2 separate regions of the Mus musculus genome follow, and region 2 is linked to region 1. Evidence: chromatin contacts called from public HiChIP or PLAC-seq data. All regions are on one chromosome and are shown on one strand. The core of a region is the stretch at or near the end of the contact, and the rest is flanking DNA. Distances in the headings are between cores, read along the strand shown.

Region 1 (4,587 bases), core at 971-3,470:
ATTCTTAGCTGCATGGATTAAGTGGAGTCACAGTAGAACACCTGGCATATGACGGGCACTAGCAAGTTTTTACCTTTCTTCCTTGGCTGATCTCAACCCTTTAGAGTCTAGCTTCTTTGCATGATCAGTTTCTAAACTGAGACAGGTCACACTCTATGGAGACTCACAGGAAAGGGTTTTGAAGGCTAGGTAGCTTGACAGATAGCCTAGTTTTTAGACCTTAGGTGAAATCAAACTACATACAGCTCTGGTTAGTGGCTAACTTGGCTCTGGCTTGCTTTCTAATGGAAACCATTGTGTATACAATGGAAACTAATGCCTGCTTGTTCACCTTCTTTTTAAAGATTGAAAACAGTTACATACATAAGCTACAATCTCTGAATCAGCTCATTCTATTTGTGCAATTGATGACTGTGACATCATATTGGGACCAAGAAGACAACAGTGATGTCACAAGAAAAGAAATTTCTGGTTATACAACTGTTGTGGGAAGATAACAGGGTAGCCTAGTATAGATAAAATTATAATCTATAGCTCTTAATGTGAAGGTGACATCAATATAATCTGGTGGATACACACCTACCCAACACCACCTCCCCTACAGGGTTCCTCTGTGTAGCCCAGGCAGGCTGGCCTCCTGGGTGCTGGGACAAAAGGCATATGCCACCACACCCAGCTCCTACTTCCTTTAGTGATAAATGTAAGTTTAGCTCTTGTTCTCCATAAAAAACTTCAAAATAGAAAATAATGAGTCATGCACATACTTCAAACCCACTCCTCTAACTAATACAACTGACCAAGCCTCTGGAGGTCCAGGAACCCAGCAAGAAGCAGCCTTCTTTTTTAGAGCTACAGGTAAGGACGCCACATTCAGATTATTTGGTTTTTTTTTTGTTTGTTTGTTTGTTTTTTCGAGACAGGGTTTCTCTGTATAGCCCTGACTGTCCTGGAACTCACTTTGTAGACCAGGATGGCCTCGAACTCAGAAATCCGCCTGCCTCTGCCTCCCGAGTGCTGGGATTAAAGGCGTGCGCCACCACGCCCAGCTCCAGGCTATTTCCTAAGAGGGCAATAAGATCAGACTGTCTGTTACTAGTGACTAAACATGGCTCGGTGGGTTAACAAACCCTCGGCCCTTTTTCACATCCCACGTCTGGAGTTTTAGGCCATATAGTTAACATGGAACAAGTGTGGTGACTCCAGTGTCTGAAGAGACAAGACAGGATGAGGATGCAATGCCCATAGGACCAAACTACCTTAACTGTGGAGTGCCAGTGATCTAACTCTGGCACTCTGTGTGAAGCCTTCAGAAAGCAGCAGCATTACCTTTCGGCGGACAGTACACCGGTGACACATCCACTCCCCAGGAGGCAACATCTCTTCACTCAGTGGAGGGTTACTGTGGGGAAAAGACAGGGCAAGACTAAGTAACTAATCTAACCCTTGCATGCAGCTGAAAATAGATCTGGCACAAACTGCACGTCCCTCAACTACTACTGTGGCCAGTTCTGGAGTGCTGCTAGAGTCCTCATGTCCTTCAAAATGCCTATTCAACAACCTTTATAATTACCTCACGGGCAAAAATTCCTTCCACATCTTAGAAAGAGAAGCCAAATCACAGCTATTGACACTGAGCTTACAGAAAAAGGCATGAAACACTAGTTGAGAGCCAGAAGAGTTATTCCCAAGTCTATATATATGCCTCACCAAGAGGTCCTCAGTCTAAGCCTAGTCTCTTCTCCCTGTGCTTCAGAACCTTGTCACACAGCCCATTCCAACCCGGCAGGCCTCCTCAGGTACCCAGGCCCCTAGTTAAATTCAACATTTGCCATTTTTCTTGCAGTAACATTCTGGTAGGAAATCTGTACCCCTTCAAAGCTATCCACTCTCAAGGCGTGCTCTTGGCAGCCTGTGGCAAGCCTCATGGCTTTGTTCTGTCTTCAGCCGCAAACAGTCCTTTGCCCTCCTCCTGAATTAGGCTTATCTTGTGACTTGCTTTGACAACAGTAGTAACAGACACGATACACTGTAACGTTCAAGTCTGAGCCTTAAGCAACCTGTAGATTCCAATCTTCTATGTTTAGAATGTTCTATCTCAGGGCTCTGCTGCCATAAGAAAGCCACATCAAGGAGGTCTGAAGTGCTCCAACCAACAGCTTCAGCTGAATTCCAACAGGTTGTACCAACTACTGCTATGAATCATCTTGGACATACCAGATCAGACGAGACTCCAAGTAACTGTGGTCCTGGCCTACTACACACACAACAGAAAACCAGCCAACTGAGCCCAGTTCAAGCCTTGGAGTTTTAGATAACTACTTTCTGTTTTGAGCCACTGAGTTTTGGTAGTTTATTACACATTAATGATTATTGGACATGGCTTTTCCACCAGCTCTTTCTACACTACTCATGAATCTTATGTTTCCTGCTAAATAGTTGAGTTCCTTTTTCTCATATGTGGGTATGTGCATGGAGTGCAAGTGCCTTCAGACTCTAGAAGAGGGTGTTGGATACCCTGGAGCTAGAGTTATAGGCAGTTGTGAGCCACCTACTATAAATTCTGGGAACCAAACTCAGATCCTCTGAAAGAGCGGCATGCATTCTCAACTCAAAGCCATCTAGAATTTCTAGCTTGCCTCTTTGCATTTATAATAAATGAAGACTGAATTTAAAATAGAGCTAGATTAAGCATGATAACATATGCCTAAAACTCCAGAATTTGGGAGGCTAAGGCAGGAAGATTTTGATTTTGATGCCAGCTTGGGCTACACAGTAAATTACACACTAACTTCGGCTGAATGAAACTCTGCTTCAAAATATAGGCAATCCCAGAGCAAACAAACAAAACCCAAAACTCAAGCTTTGTAGGCCGTTGATTTTTCATTAAAATTACATTAAGATTTCATCAATTTCCAAAAGTGTCATATTTATACTGTTCATACAACAGATATCTCATTCTAAAAGAATGATTCCCAGTTCAACAACAGCACCTGGAATTAGAAATGTAAATTCTAGACTGGGAATATTGATAGAGTCGATCGTTTATATTGATAAAGTTGATAAGAGTACTGGTCTTGGGGGCTGGTGAGATGGCTCAGTGGGTAAGAGCACCCGACTGCTCTTCCGAAGGTCAGGAGTTCAAATCCCAGCAACCACATGGTGGCTCACAACCATCCGTAACGAGATCTGACTCCCTCTTCTGGAGTGTCTGAAGACAGCTACAGTGTACTTACATATAATAAATGAGTAAATCTAAAAAAAAAAAAAAAAAAAAAAAGAGTACTGGTCTAACACACATATATCAGGTATGGGGTGCACATCACAGGACTTGTGAGGTGGAGGTAGGAGGATCAAGTGTTAAAGGTCATCCTTGGCTATACAGCAAGTTCAATCCTGGTGCTCTTTACTTTCCCAGAAAGAAAAAGAAGGAAAAAGCAGACTCTAGAATTTCATAATCTGTGTAAAAGGCATGCCATTAAGGTGATTCCGCTGAACCCCAAAGGCTGAAAACCATGCTATATGGAACAAGGTTACATCCATGTTCACACTCAGGAAATTCCTGCCTTTGGTTCTTAGGAATCACCTACTTAGGATGCTAAGAAAATATGAGAAATATGGAGGGGAGAGAGACAGACAGACACACACACACAAACACACACCACCTCTAAGGGCATTTGGCCTGGTAACTTCTCTGCACACCAACCTTGCCATGGTCCCTGGCCATGGTATACCTGTCAGATGCTCACCCTTCCTTCCTAGCTCACTGTTTCCTTCCTTTCCGCTTTCTTAGTGGGATCTTTGTGGAGGCAGTCCACCAAACAGAAACTAGTGACAAAGTAGCCTGTTGGGACCACAGGTAAACATCACCTGTAAATTCTTCCCTAATTCCCCCACATTTCTAAACAGACCATATCTAAGGAATGAGACAGGCAAGCATTCTTTGTGAAGGCCTGCTGACTCTGCAAATGCTCTAGCAGCTGTCCTAAAATGTCACTAACCCTGAAGCCTGGCACTCCTGTCTCCATTATCCTTTCCACCCATCTGCTGGCACCATGCTAAGATACACTGTATCAAACACAGAAGGCAGAGAACAAGACATGGTGGTATAGGCTTAGACTTTCCACCAAGATGTCAATGATATATTTGCTAGGCATCCTTTGTGATTCAGTTGATTTTCAACGTTTTTGGAAGAATGATCTAAAACAATTCCAGAGTTGGCATATACCTATAATAAACAATACTCATTGAACTGAGGCAGGAGCATAACAAGTCTGAGGAGAGCCTAGGCTATTTCAAAAAAGCCTCTCCTCTATTATCATCATCATATCTTCTGATTAAAAAGACCTTCAAAGCCAGGCATGGTAGATCACACTTGCAATCCCAACATTTAGGGACTAGGGGCAGCCAGAATGATCATTGTGAGTTTGAGGTCAGCCTGGACTATACAGTGAGGCTTTGCCTCAACCCCCTCTCAACAATATCCCAGTAACCTGGGGCATGAGATGGCTTGAGCCTGACCTGCCTGAGTTAAAGGTGTAGGCGACCACACTCAGCTCCAGATGCTTTTTAAAAAAAAGATTTATTTAG
Region 2 (4,587 bases), core at 1,014-3,513, 74 kb before region 1:
CTTGAACTCAGAAATCTGCCTGCCTCTTCCTCCCAAGTAAGGTTTAGTTCTTAATAGCATGTGTTCAGCTTACAACTCCTATAACTCCAGCTCCGGGAAACTGGACGCCTCTGGCCTCTGGATCCCTATACACATGTAGCACATGTGCTCATGATTATAAGTAAAACAAAACAAAACAAAAACCCAGCTGAGCTTGGTGGCACACACCTTTAGTCCCAGCAATCAGGAGTCAGAGGCAGATGAGTTTCAGGCAGGCCAGGACTGTGAGACCATGTCTGGAAAAAACAATAAACCAAAAAAAAGTATAAATCTTTAAAAACCAAATATTTACTTTGACACTTTGATTCATTTCCCTTAAAATTTTGTCAGCCCTGGGATTTGTCTCCATCTGTTAACACCGAAGTCTTTAGTATGTATTCTTTGGCTGACTTTGCAGTATGCAATTTATCTACTTTTGAGTGTAGGGGACAGTCTCACTACGTAACCCTGATGGCCTGGCAATTGATATGTAGCTCTGGCTGTCCTCAAACTTGCAGAAATCTTTGCTTTGGTATCCAGATTTCTGGTATAGCCAGAAAATACTACCACACCCACTCACTCACCAAGCCTGAACAGCAACTGTTCTCACCAGTTTACCCATGTCCCCCGCCATTTTAAATTTTTGTTTTATTTATTCACAAACATGGTCTTCCCATGTATCTCTGACTTGCCTAGAATTGACTAGGTAGACCAAGCTGACTTCTAACTTGCAGAGATCATCCTTCTTCTGCCCACTAAGTGCTGGGATTAAGACAACATCTAATCTTCCAGGTTTCTCAACCTACCCTTACCCGTTTTTTTTTTTTTTTTTTAAATAAATCTTTTTTTTTTTTTAAAGATTTATTTATTTATTATATGTAAGTACATTGTAGCTGTCTTCAGACACTCCAGAAGAGGGTACCAGATCTCGTTACGGATGGTTGTGAGCCACCATGTGGTTGCTGGGATTTGAACTCTGGACCTTCGGAAGAGCAGTCGGGTGCTCTTACCCACTGAGCCATCTCACCAGCCCCCCTTACCCGTTTTTTAAGACAAGTATTCATCCCAGGCTGGCCCTCAATATCCTCATCCTTTGGCCTCCACCTCCTAAATGTTGGGGTTACAGGAACGCTCCATCACATACAGCTACCTGCTTTTTTTTTTCTTCTGCTCATTTTCCTTCAGTAAGATTTAATCTCAGAGCCTCGAGATTTAATCTCGAAAAAAAAAAAAAGCTTTAATCTCAGAGAATAGATAGGAGTTGATATTTAGAGAGGTAAATACAGTCTGCTACTCAACAGGAATGTTTACCACAGAACCACCCTTTAACTGAGGTCTAGACACCAAAAAGGTGCAGACTTCACAAAGCAACCTGTGCTGACTAGTTTTATGATAACTTGACACAAGCTGGTGTCATCTCAGAGGACGGAACCTCGATTGAGAAATTGCCTCCATAAGATTGGGCTGTAGGCATTTTCTTAATTAACTGTTGATATGGGAGGCATTGTGAGTGGTGCCACACCTGGGCTGGTGTTCCTAAATGCTATAAGAAAGCAGGCTGAACAAACCATGAGGAGTAAGCCAGTAAGCAGCATCCCCCTCCACGGTCTCTGCATCTACTCCTGTCTCCAGGTTTCTGCTTGGTTTGAGCTCCTTCCTTGTCTCCCCTCAGTGGATTGTGAGTCTAGACATATAAGCCAAATAAAACCCATTCTTCCCCAAGTAGCTTTTGGTTATGGTGTTTCATCACAGCTATAGTAACCCTAAGACTGCCACGCCCAGCTAAAACACAGCAAAAGAGGAAATAAGAAAGGATCCTGCAGGGTTGAGGCTAGAAAGCACTTAAAAAAGAAAAAGAAAAAAATCTAGTGAAATGAAGCTTAGAGCCCGTTCCCATGCCCACGCCCACTCCTAGCAATAAGAGAGTTTCTCCTCTTAAGCCGCTAAGAGGAGCTTCTGCGGTATGGTGTCCCGAGGAATGTCATTAGGAAGACATGGTTTAAAAGCTCTTTACACAACTTTGGCAGGAGGAGAAATGATGTGTTTGGGAGTCCAAGACGACTGTTATACTCAGGCAGGAAACACAGCACAATTTTGCCTTTCCTTAGCCTTTGGATACCGTCTTTCCCTCCGCCTCCTAGGGTATCCCTTGTTGTAGAATGGAGATTCTGTTTGGGCCGATCTAGCTTTCTTCCACTCGTTGGTCCGTGGGCTTCTCGGTCCAATCGCGTCGCGCTTCTGATCGGTACCAGGGTGCATTGCGGCAAAATGGCTGCCCCCAGGCGGTACTGCGCTGGGCTCGTTCGGGCCTTGTTAGGGGCCCGACAGGTGGGTTCGCATGCAGGGAGGGAATGGCTTGCTCCGCCCGGCTGTCTTCTAGGTAACCAGGCGAGGTGCGTGTCCTGTGTCGTGGGCTCCACTTTCTCTGGTCCCCTCCTGGCCTCGGCCTCTAGTCGTTATGGTCAGGACTCCGCCTTGGACCGTATCCTTGGATTTTCTCAGCCTGACAGTTCGTTGGTTCCGAGCGTCCCCGCGGTGTCGGTGCACAGAGGTAAAGGGTCCAGCTATGTTAGTTACAGGTGTTTGGTTCTATGACATGTTTTGATGTGTAGCCCAAACCAGCTTGGAATTCGGATCTTCCCGCTGCAGCCTCTTAAGTGTTGGGATTACAGGTGTTGGCCATGACCGGCCTCTGATGGTTTTAGCAGTGGAAATCATGTATCGTAAGTAAAATCCCTCTGCCTCTAGAAATAGCAGTTTAACTTCTCATTTAATAAAAAATAAACCTGAGCCCAAGGAGAGGCGAGTGGAGAAGGCTGTCAAAGAGTTTGAAAGTGAGGGTCTGTGAAACAGACGAAGGCTCTTGTTGCTTGACAACCTGAGTTCAGTCCTTGGAACTCATATGGTGGAAACTGAGACCCAGACAGTTTTGCCCTAACTACCATAAGCTCCCACTGACACACAAATAAATAAATATAGCAACATAAAGAGTTTTAGGAATGTGAAGAACCTAGACCCTCTGTTGGTTACAGTCAGTCATTAGTCAAGGCAAAGTTGTCTCCCTCAGTCCTCAATGCCCAGCCTGTGTTTTTTTTTTCTCCCATACAGTTGTCATTTTGAAAAAGAAGTTATTCATAAATAGTTAATGTGATTCCATATTACATATGAAAAAAAAAAAAAACAAGAGACTTAGAGAGTTTAGGTAACCTAATGATCAAGTAAGCTCAAATGCCAAACTATTCTCAAAGTTAAGAATGGGTTGGCTTCTGCCAAGCCATTACCAGGTCCTCAAGTCCTCATCAAGCAGTATAGACCCAATACGTGGATCTTGAGCCCTATCTACTTGGTTTAATCCTAAATTAAGTCAGGCCTTATGGTGCATGCCTGTAGTCCCTACACTGAGGAGGTGGAGGTGGAAGATCTGGAGAAAAATTTCAGCTCTGACTGTGGTACCCTATGCTGCTATGAAGGTACTGCAAAATGTTTCAATCTCTCCTTATGATACTGCATTGCAAGTAACAGTGCCTAGTCTCCTACCAGACTGTAGTCCATGCTTCTTTCAGGGTGACATTGAGACAGAGTTTCACTCTAGACCAGGATAACCTGGAGCTCACTATCCCCAGCCTCCTGCATGTGGGGATTTCAGGTTCGAGCCACCACATCCATTTTATAAAGTGCCGTTTCTTTGGTATCATTTAGTGTGGTGGTTTTGTTTTTTTGAGGCAGGGTCTAGTTATGTAGCCCAGGTTGGCCTTGGTCTCAAAGGAGATCCACTCTTTTTTAAACCTCTTTTTTTTTTTTTTTTTTTTTTAAAGATTTATTTATTATATGTAAGTACACTGTAGCTGTCTTCAGACACTCCAGAAGAGGGAGTCAGATCTCGTTACGGATGGTTGTGAGCCACCATGTGGTTGCTGGGATTTGAACTCCGGACCTTCGGAAGAGCAGTCGGGTGCTCTTACCCACTGAGCCATCTCACCAGCCCCTCTTTTTTTTTTTTTAAAGATATATTTACTTATTATATGTAAGTACACTGTAGCTGTCTTCAGACACATCAGAAGAGGGCATCAGACTTAGAGAGGTAACCTAATGAAATCAAGTAAGCTCAAATGCCAAGCTAGTCTCAAAGTTAAGAGTGGGTGGCTTCTGCCTGGGGTGCTCATCTTTTATGTTGACTGCTTCCTTAGTTATCAGAGATGAGTATCCAACCTATCACTCCCGTTCCCATCCTAACACAGATGAGCAGAATCTACTCTTGGTGCACACTCCCGACATGCCTGAGAATCCACGGGTCCTCCGCGTGGTCCTCCTGGGAGCCCCAAATGCAGGGAAGTCAACACTTTCCAATCAGCTGCTGGGCCGTAAAGTATGCTACAGATATCTCATCTCAACCTCTACACCTCCCTTTTAACACGTTATTTTCTGTATATGGGTGTTTTGCCTGCAAGTATGTGTACTGCTTGTGTGCTTGGTACCCACAGAAGCCAGAAAAAGGTGCTAGATCCTCTGAAACTGGAGTGACAATTAGTTGTGAGCCACCACTTAGGAACTGGGAGTTGAACCTAGGTC

The links. HiChIP or PLAC-seq counts read pairs in DNA pulled down with a chosen protein or histone mark.
Region 2: an H3K4me3 HiChIP or PLAC-seq map of the SCID.adh cell line shows a contact between it and region 1, with 16 read pairs. The contact joins the promoter of Eral1 here to the enhancer-like site in region 1. A contact is called at or near these places in 9 of 39 promoter capture datasets (cranial neural crest, epiblast stem cells, frontonasal cranial neural crest and 6 more), 1 of 15 datasets of contacts at CTCF or cohesin (CD8 T cells), 1 of 484 Hi-C or Micro-C datasets (forebrain), 2 of 115 datasets of contacts at active chromatin or transcription factors (the SCID.adh cell line and embryonic stem cells) and 3 of 9 other capture datasets (adipose tissue, liver and pancreatic islet).

The regions. Positions count from the first base shown.
Region 1 is chr11:78,003,539-78,008,125 of GRCm38.p6, reverse strand. Phf12 (PHD finger protein 12) reads right to left here. Exons shown (of 15, transcript NM_174852.3): 3 at 1,327-1,399. Gm51908 (a long non-coding RNA gene) reads left to right here. Exons shown (of 2, transcript XR_003949719.1): 2 at 1-533. Among named protein-coding and RNA genes, the nearest start is that of Gm51908, 3.0 kb to the left of the region's middle. Within about 2 kb of position 2,220, at least 4 of the 459 cell types and tissues checked have an H3K27ac peak or open chromatin away from gene starts, as enhancers often do. A contact at or near this core is called in the SCID.adh cell line, where this site is marked.
Region 2 is chr11:78,078,059-78,082,645 of GRCm38.p6, reverse strand. Eral1 (Era (G-protein)-like 1 (E. coli)) reads left to right here and starts at 2,263. Exons shown (of 10, transcript NM_022313.2): 1 at 2,263-2,569; 2 at 4,257-4,384. The coding sequence starts at 2,287.